Regions from separate parts of the Hordeum vulgare genome. Here region 1 is linked to region 2. A link is a contact called in public Hi-C data. All regions are on one chromosome and are shown on one strand. The core of a region is the stretch at or near the end of the contact, and the rest is flanking DNA. Distances in the headings are between cores, read along the strand shown. Region 1 holds the start of LOC123428527. Region 2 has its middle 58 kb from the start of LOC123428956.

Evidence for each region. Hi-C and Micro-C count contacts between places; a contact is called where the count stands out from the background.
Region 1: a contact with region 2 is called in a Hi-C map of leaf, with 2.1 times the contacts expected there. The contact joins the promoter of LOC123428527 here to the enhancer-like site in region 2. A contact is called at or near these places in 2 of 6 Hi-C or Micro-C datasets (leaf and seedling).

The regions. Positions count from the first base shown.
Region 1 is chr2H:659,361,843-659,366,490 of MorexV3_pseudomolecules_assembly, reverse strand. LOC123428527 reads right to left here and starts at 2,224. Exons shown (of 2, transcript XM_045112752.1): 1 at 1,058-2,224; 2 at 1-47. The coding sequence starts at 1,871.
Region 2 is chr2H:659,298,626-659,303,770 of MorexV3_pseudomolecules_assembly, reverse strand. No RefSeq gene overlaps it. Among protein-coding and RNA genes, the nearest start is that of LOC123428956, 58 kb to the right of the region's middle. Within about 2 kb of position 2,485, at least 2 of the 3 cell types and tissues checked have open chromatin away from gene starts, as enhancers often do. A contact at or near this core is called in leaf, where this site is marked.

The DNA of each region.
Region 1 (4,648 bases), core at 975-3,474, 63 kb before region 2:
GATCTCGATGATGTTCCGGCTCGTGTCCTCCGGCCCCAGCTCCGACACTGCGCACAGTTAAAAATATCATCTTTTTGTTGCTTATTATTATCAGCTCCACTAATAAACCAATCATATAGGTAAAACCTTATTACAGTCAAGTGTCAAAAAGCATAATTACAGTGTATATAATATGGTCAAATAGTACTTGGAACATAATTAGAGCAAATAATCTGGTCAAATTGTACTTTAGAAACAAACTGTTGAGCACTAGTCATGTCATTCATGTGATGATGACAGTAAACAATTAATCAATCCTCTAATGCATGTGTGTCCACAGTGGATTAATTCATAAGATAAGCCTTGCAATCTTGTCATGCATATAGGTTAATTGATCTGGTTCTGTGGCTGGTCAAATTGTACTTGCAAGAGAAGAAATGATATGCCCTAGTCATGTCATGGTGACTGGAACACGAACAATCTTCTTATGCAAGTGTGTCTACACTCTACAGTGGGTTAATGCATAAGATAATCCTAGGCGACTGTTGCACAGCCACTTTGCACAGTGGTTAGAGACCAGACCACCATCATCAAAAGCAGCAGGAATAATTAAAGCACACATATCATTCATCATGCATCATGCATGCCATAACCAGGCTCACTTTCACCAGTCTCATCACTCCTAAAGTTTCGGCTAAGCACTAGCACCGGATTGGATGCACCAGCTAATCTTTCTGCCATTAGAAATGCACCAAAAATAAAAATCTAAAGCATCACTTTTGCTTTAATCCTAGGAGATACTGCAGTGTTCTGTTCTACCCAGAGTAGCAGTAGCTTGGATAGCTGAAGAATCGGAACAGCAGATGAGAAGAATTAATTTTTATGCCATTAGAAATGCACTAATTTTGTTTCTGAAAATGACACTAGTGATACAGTGTTCTGTTCTTGTTCTGATAGTAGCTAGGTAGGTAAGACCAGGGTAGCTGAAGAATCAGGACCAGAGAGCAGAAGGAAGAGTCAAGAGTACTGAAATGGCGGCGACTTGCCATGAGTGACGGCGAGAGCGAGTGATGTGTACCTGCGTGGCGGGTTGACTGGTGGAGGTGGAGGCTCTCGGCCCGGACGAAGACGTCGCCGCAGTCGGGGCAGGGGAAGATGGCGGCGCGCATGGAGGACCCGCCGCCGGCGGGGTCCACCACCATGTGGCACTCGTAGCACCCGGACAGCCTGCGCAGCCGGAACGACGATCCGCCGCCGCCCGCCGTCGACGAGGACGACGATGCCGTGGACGACCCCCAGTGCCTCGACGACGAGCCCACCACCACGCCTGCCGTCTCGCTCTGTCCCTGCCCCTGCTGTTGCGGCTGCTGCAGGGGCTTCTTCACCCGCCGCTCGCCGCTACCGCTCACGGACGCCCGGCGCTTGCACGGCTCGCCAGCTCCAGTTGCGGAGCCGGAGAGCGGCTCCTCCTCGGCGGGCGGCCGGTGGAGCGTGACCCTGCGGGGGCTGGCGTCACGGAGCTTGCAGATGGAGGCGGAGCAGCCGAGCTGCGTCTGCTTCTTGGACTTCTTCTTGCACCTCCTGGCCGCATCCTCTGCCGGCACCGGCTGCGGCTGCGCGCGCTGACCCTGCTGGTGCTGCGCCGCATGGCTGTTCCGGCAGGAGAAGAGGCTCCTGAGAGCCAGCCTGTAGGACGGGCTCTCCACCGCCGCAGCAGCAGCGGCCCCTGCACCTCCATGGCCGCTCTGCTGCTTCTTGCAGCCCTGATCCGCCGGCTTCTCCTTGTCCGGCTTGGGGGTGGCCGGTGATGCTGCCGCCAGCTTCTTCTTCCTCACGGTGGTAGTGGTGGTGGTGGCGCTCTTGGCGCCGGCCGATCTGCTCGGTTCCACCATTGCCTTGCCGCCCTCTGAAGAATCAAGTGAGCTCTTGGAGACAGATGCTGGTAATAAACTTGTTCGCTAGCTTGGATTTGTTGCGTAGGCAGATCAAGATTCAGGTGTGAGTGAGTGAGAGTGAGCGTGAGCGTGAGCGTGAGCGAGATGAGTGGTATGATGGGTGCTGGGATGGGATGGATGATGGCTGCTAGTGGTAGCTAGCTGAGTAGCTTGATGGATGTGGCCAAAGTGGCCGGCTGCTCTGCTGCTTTATGCTTTGTGGGGGAGGGAGGAGGAAGAAAGGGGCCGGCCGGCCAGCCAGCTAGGGGATGGTGAGACAATTATCCTAATGTAATAGCATCCATTAAACGAGTCTCAAACTTCCGGTCACTCCTCTCGGTCATTGTTCGATCATAAAAAAATTGATACCGTCCTCGTATCCATCTCAAATGACTGGGCTGACCGGCACAATCCATCTTAAACATGAAGACGATATCAGGGCTCGCGGATTTGCCCGGGCATGTCCGGTCAGTCCGGTCAGTCCGCCGCATATGACGGGACCCCACCCTGAACCATCATTTTTTTTTCTTTATTTATTATTTTTTTTCTCTCTTTTCTTCTTCGCCAAACGCGTGCAAGTGAAAAAAAAATATGAGAGGGGTGGCTACGCGGATGAAAAAGTAGGGGATCAAAACGAACACACCCGATCACTGACCGGTTGTATCCGCGGTTGTTTGAGGGATCGGATTTGTAAGTTCCGGCTGTAGATGCTCTAATAAACCATCTTATTACTTACTCTGTATAATCTAGCATGTCACTTTTCTGCAAAAAAAAAAAGAAAAAAAGGCCTAGCATGCCACTGTGTCATGTACGTAATCATGCTTAATCTTAAGAAGAAGAAGAAGAAGAAGAAGAAGAAGAAGAAGAAGAAGAAGAAGAAGAAGAAGGGCGATCTGGTGCGTAGCATGGCATTGCGTCATAATCATGTTTAGGAATCTGAATTAAAGCGAGTTTGGTTTGTTGAATCCGTACGTTTGGGACTTGGGAATTCATCTCCTGCCTCGAGCCTTGCAGTTAAACAACACAAGAGCCCACGAGCGAGCGAGCTGGTACCTGGTGTTTCCGTTTAGACTATTGAGCATGGCTCTGAACCGGATGCACATGTGCCAATCTGCCCAAGATACCATCATCCAAGCAGAGAACATATTCTTCTTCATGATTATGTACGTGGCGCTAAGTGCTAGTAACTCCTCCATATGGGATGGGATTCCAACTTCCCCTGCCTGCAAGAGGAAGAGGAAGAGGATGGTATGTTTCCACCGGTCCAAATTCCCTAGTCTCAGTTCTGGTACTACCGTCCGTATATGTATTTTGTTGTTAGGCGAGGACAGCGACTTAACACCTAGGTCGACGTACTGACATACTCCATGCTACTGTGTACCGTCTGAATGTACTAGCATGTGTTGTATCTGAATGAGAGTGGCCAACACTTTAGTCTTTACCTGAAAAAAAAGGACACTGGTTGGTTGGGTGACTGGTAGATAGATTGTGCATGCAGTGGCAGCGGTGGTGGTGGTGCACTAGTGAGGGGCAGGGCAGGGAAATGGCCATGGCAGTTCGTTGCAGCAAGCCAGCCTGCATCATGCATGCATGTCCATGGATAATCTGCCAAGGATAAACGGATAACAGAGAGCGTTTATTCTATGGCTGTGTGTGACCGTGGCCTGTGGGTTATGGGCATGCACGTACGGTCCGAGGTGGGTCAGTGCGTGGTGTCTGGTGTGCAAGCCATTGCGTTGTGTTGGTCTTCTTGTCATTCTTGCTTGATGCTAGCGCAGGTGGGGCTCTCACATCAAGTGAGGGAATGGGGCGTGTTTCTCCCCGGAATGGAATTAAATCCTCCCAGGCCCTATGCTTCATCCTCATTGGATGCCATGTGTCCCACTTAGTAACTCACATTTGCTCCATCTTGGCCTATTTTGTTTCTTCAGAAGAAAATAAAATAAACTGTTCACACAATCAATTTGGGGCATGTTTGCTTGGAAGCTCATTTTGCCATAGTTTGTGACACAATTTTCTCCAAACATGCTTAAACTTAGGCCAACTCCACCGCGCAACCTCAAACGGACGTTCGTTTTGCCAGGATTATGTCTGTTTGGGTGGGGACATGTCCGGCCCTGTCCTGGCATGCGCTTGCCGCGCGCGCAGCGCGCGGCCGCATCCGTTTGTCCTATCTTGTCCGCCTCCAAAAAGAACAACGATTCAAATGCCAGCGGCCTAGTTCACGCCGACGGCCCTAGTTCACGCCGAAAACACAGCCAGTGGCCTACACGTCCTCGCCGGCAACAAAGCCAACGGCCGGCAACACAGCCAGCCTCCAAAATGAATCTGTTTCTCGCCGGCACACAGCCAGCGACCCAGCGGCGGCACCCATGCCAGCCTCCAAAAAAGAACGGCCACGTCCGATTGGACGACCTAGTTCAGGTCGTCGGCGTCAAACATCTCCTTCTGCATGGCCTCGAACCAGCTCCTCGTCTTCTCGCTCATCTTCGTCAAGTCCACGCTCATGATCGCAAGGGCCACCTCCTTCGCTTTGGTTTGAAGCATTGGTGGCCTCGATGTCGAGCTGCCTCTTCCTAGCCTCGACATTGGCGGCCTCGATGTCGAGCTGCCTTTGCCGGGCCGCCTCCTCCAGTTCGATCTTCCTCTTCTTGGCCGCCTCCTCCATCTCTAGCTTCTTCCTTTGAAGCTCCAGGTATTGCTTCATTTGCTCGTCCTTGCTTTGCCGCTTCTTC
Region 2 (5,145 bases), core at 1,236-3,735:
CCCATGCAAAGCCATGTAAGGCTACTCAAAGTACTGATGTTTTTTAAAATTGTCCAAGTTTGGTGACGCAGGTGAGTTTGAGCCTCTCGATAAACTCACGTAAACCTCCACTTGTCCTCTCCTTTCTCCTCAACCGAAACATCCAGATGATACACAGAATAAGCAAGAGTTTCTATATTTATATCATTGTTCCAGAAAATACCAATACCACCACTTCTGCCTTGACTATCTATTGCAAACGAATTATCATAACCAATGGGATTAGCTAAAGCTTCTACCCTAGCACCCTCAATCTGTGTTTCAACAATGCAAAAAAGAGTAGGGGAAAACTTCCTCGCGAACTCGCAAAGCTCTCGAACTGCCGAAGGTTTGCCCGCTCTGCGGTAATTCCAGCATAAAGCACTCATTGGGCCTGGCGACGCTCCTCGAAGGAGCCCGCCAAACTTTTAATTGCTGAAATAACTCCCTCCTTTCCATCCTCGTTAGTCCTGCTTCTCTTGGGATCTCTCTGTGGTGGAGGACTCACGGTAGAGCCACCAATTTGAGCTAATGCTAACTGGTTCTCATTAGCATTCCCAGCCTCCCTGGCCATTGGGTTCTTCTGAGATACTAGCATGGCTCCCCTCACTATGCACTTTCTATTGTGATCCTCCATCTCGACATCTTGTGCACCTGCAGCCAACTCTTCAGCATCCGTAGAAACATACTTAGATGCCCCCCCTGAAAACATATTTCTATCCGGCTCATAGCTATTACCTGACCGGCCTGTCGACCCCCCTCCATTGTGCCCTCTTCCGCGCCTTCGGCCATCTCAAGGGCCTCGCCCAGTCCTCAAGAACCACGTGGCCCGAAGCTCCTTGAAAACCAGAGCCGATGGTGGATGAATCCCATTACCATGTTCCTTGAAGTGATGTCCCAGCATTCCACAAACACCGCACCAATCAGGGAGTTTTTCGTACTTGACCCTATAAATATGGCTCTTCTCATCTCTAATCATAGAAACAACATTCTTCAGAGGTTTTTGCACATTGATGCGAACCCAAGCTCGATAAAAGTTCCCCATAAAATCATTACTGGATGGTTCCGTAAACAGAACGCCCCCAACCTTAGCAGTAAGCGGAGTAACCAGATATGCATACAGGTCAGGAACATCATGGATTTGAATCCATATATCAATCGTTTCCAGCTTGACACTTGACGGTTTTGAGATCCCATCATAAGGCGCAAGGATCACTGCATCCGTCTGAAGTTCCATGGGCCTTCATTCATTACCCTCTCCCAATCTCCCAAACATGAGAATTGGACAATGTATAAATTTTCCTCCAAAGGTTTGAACCTCCTATGCAATATCCCACACCGATCTCATGTTGCGGTAGAACCATGTCTGACTGTAGGTCTTGTAAGTGTTAACCCTGACTAAGGCGGTCCATCTAGGTTCATCAGGAGGCTTTGTTTGCTCATCGTAGACTACATCATCAAGATCTTCTTCCCTCAATCCCGGTTCTTTCATCATCTGCTCTACATCACTGATTTTCGAGGAGGCCGAAGCCTCATCTGAAGCCATCGAAACCTAACCCGACATCAAAACAACGATCGGGTGTTGTGGTGCCCCAATCCTCCGACACCCAGGGTGGCCTCCCCGGCTGGGCAAACGATCAGGGATCGTCCGACAGCCAGAGACGCCCAATCATGTGGTTAATCGGCGGCGGAGAAGTGAAGAAACGCAACGGCGGCAAGATCGCCTCCGAGAGGAAAATAAACCCTAACGAGAGGGAAAACGGGAGAACCATAAATAAACTTGTTGTTGATGACAGGTCGACGTACACAACACGACACCCGAGATTTCCTTCCTGATCGCGGAGTACTCCTGTGGTTCGGTCTTCCAACAGTAGCCACCGAGTGGCCCACTAGTTCGGCCCATAAGGGATAGGTCATCCGCCCGAGGACTCCTTAGTCCTGGTCTCCCTCACGTACCTCATTATGTCTCAAGACATTTAGTCAAATCAAAGCTGGTTTCGTTTCACATCTAAGCTGGTTCGCAAAGCTAGTTTGCTTTCACACCTATTAGGGGGTTGTCCCTAATATAAATAGGCTACCTTTCTTCGGGGTATTTTTGCCATTTCTATCAAAGACCAAAGACATTGACTCCTCCTGAGATTGGGGAGCTCTTGTTATTCTTATTCTGATGATTCCTTGAGAAATTGCTTTTAATTCGTGCTCCACGACTAGATCGTGTTGTGTGGATTAGAGTTCGTGGTTTTTTTGTGGATTGCACCTATCCCGTGCTCCACGACTTGAGTGTGGTTGTGTGGGGTAGTATTGTGGGTTGCAGGCTTCTGTGAGCATCCTTTTCGTCGGGTCATAATCTTTTGTTTTTCGTTTTTCGTCTGCTTGCAGCTAGTTATCTCCATCCATTTATCGTTTTACGACGTGAAGATTGGACCTTCCCTTATACACCCTCGGCTTCGTAGACAGTGACACATTAGTCGTCGGCCATGGTCAAAGGCGTTTAGGTGAAAGGCATGCATACATGTAAGTAAGACACCCCACCTCACCCCATTTCCTGTTATCTCCTTTCACCCGTCGAATCCTCCATCCATCGTGATCCCGGCGGGGCGGCGATGGCGCTGCGGTGTGGGCTCGCGGTTGCCGGCGAGTCCCCGCGGACTGGGTAGTGAACGGTACGGCGCTGCCTCGTCGGGGCGCTTGGTGCAGTCCGCCGTGTGCGAGGAGGCGGCTGCCGCAGAGGAATCCAAGGATCTGGCGAGCCAACCCTCGGATTCGTCCGCGGCGCTCTGTGGAAAGAGCTCCGGCGACTAACACGGCTAGGCGTTGCGACGGGTTACATGCACTCGGTCCATGCGGAGGACGAATTCGTCGGCCATGGCGGTCAGGAGGTTGAAAAAATCGCGGGAGAGAAGAAGGAGAGGTAGGATCGATGCGACGACGGGGGTTCCTCTGCTCTTCTGGTGGCGGTGTCCGGGGTCGAGCGGCGGCGTGCGGTCCGATGAGCAGGCTGGGCCGCGGGGAAAGCTTCCACGCTCCATGTCCTGCGGGCTGGCTCCGTGCTTCCGCGCCCTCCGCCGCCGGGGAAAGTCCCCCGTTGAGACGCAATACAACTCTCCGGTGGTAGGCGCTCCTGCATCTGCTCCGGTCGTCGTCGCTAAGGCCGAGCCTGTGGCGTCGTCCAGGTTCCAAGAATCCAGACGAGCCCTTCGGGTACTTGGAACTTGACCATGATTTGGGGAACTTGGTGAGATTTCCGTTCCATTCCTCGCCTCACAACGGTTTTAAATCTTCGGCTGAAGTTCTAATGTAGGAATTGGTGAGCATGTCTTTTTTTCCCAAGTTGTTGCTGCGCTGAATAATCCTCTAGTTGCTCTTTTCTGCTAGCTCCCTGTGGAACATGGCAAAAAAAAATTAAATGTCAGCATGGCAAATTGTTGAACATTTAGCAGATTCCCCATACTATTTCAGTGGACTTAGACATTGGACTTCCTCTTGTCTTTGGGTAACTAGCTTGGCCATGCTCTATATGCGTCATCAATTTGGGAAGCATGCTCCTCTTCTTGGCATCATGGCAAATTAATGTGAATTTTGGCATTTGATGCTCCATGGTAATTCGTTTTTGTATGCATCATGCCGATCGTGGCAAACTTACAGGAAATTCATCATCACGACAAATTTTAATCCTAAGCATGGTAGCATGCTTTTTAAGTTTCCATGGCAAAAATAATTTCTCAAGTAAACATGGCAACATGTTTTTTTGGTTCCCATGGTGATGTGTCATCCAAATCGTTGCAAAAAGCAAAAAGCCCCTCCTCCAGCAGCTTCCCTGCTTGGATCCCTCTCCACCAGCTTCTCTACACAGATATGGCTACCACACCAAGCTGCAACAACAATTATATTCCTCCCTGTGGCACATGCTATCACAAGTTAGTTTTTTAACTAGGGGCTGATCTATATTTCTCCTATTAATACAATGTACACATCTATCTGCAAGAGCTTGATCATTCATTTGGTTGCATACATCTGTAGCTTGACAATTTAATGGTCAAAGTGAATAATTATTTGACAAGTTCTACCTAAGATTATGGACAAATTATATGTGGTTTGAGGTGTGTATAAGTCACTTGTTGCATTGACCAACCGTCCAAAATTTTAATGTTATAAGGCTCACAACTGATGCATAATTGCACGTCATAGGGTTTACCAAGTGTTATTTACCAATGACTTGCATCTTGCTTTCTTTTATCGTGGGGATGTTTTAAGCATTAGTATTTGTTTCCTATAAAAATAATGCAAGTTTATAGCTTCAGATTTAGCTTACTGATCCTTTTAATCTTGTGGTTCGTTGGCTTACTATTGATATTTAATTGATGTTTCCATTGTAACTCGTAATGTAAAATCTCGTGCTTATTGTAAAAGGCCAGATGGGAATAATCGGTTGAGTGATTATTTTGATATGAAGCTTTGGTTCGGAGAGAAGCAACATGGTTTCTTAAAAAAAAAGGTAAGATCAGATGTTGAATATAACTGATCTGTTACATGTTTATGTGTAGGGAAAGCACAATTGTTGCTTCAAAGCAATAATTACTAATTATCAGCTGCAAACTAATTGTCCCTCCATTGTCCATTTGTCCTTGACTTCTGCTTCTTGTCATCAATCCAATGATGGGCCTTGAGGGCAATAGTCAAGAACCATTGTTGGGTTCGTCATTATCTCACCATCTTTGTGGTTAATTTGGTTGCGGGCCATGGATTATGGAGTCCACATGATCTTATAGATGGATAATGCTGGGAAATTTCCTCTCTTCTGCTTTCCTTACGTTTGTTCTGTAGATCTTCTTGATTTATGGGATACTTGATTTTGCAACTGTTTTAGAGCAGAAAATATCTTATCAACGAGGAGAGACATGTAGCAGCACGACAAGGATTAGGGAAAGTAGTAGTAGTAGCAGCAGCATGACTCAGCATACCAACAACATTATTGTGATTTCTCTATCACTGAGTGGAAAATCTTGTTTTGCAGTACACTGGAAACTCGAGATGTGACATCAATGGTTGCATAGATTACGACACTATAATGAATTGTGTGATTTGCGTCTTTGTATATGCTAGTACATTTGCTTGGTGGTAGAGAAT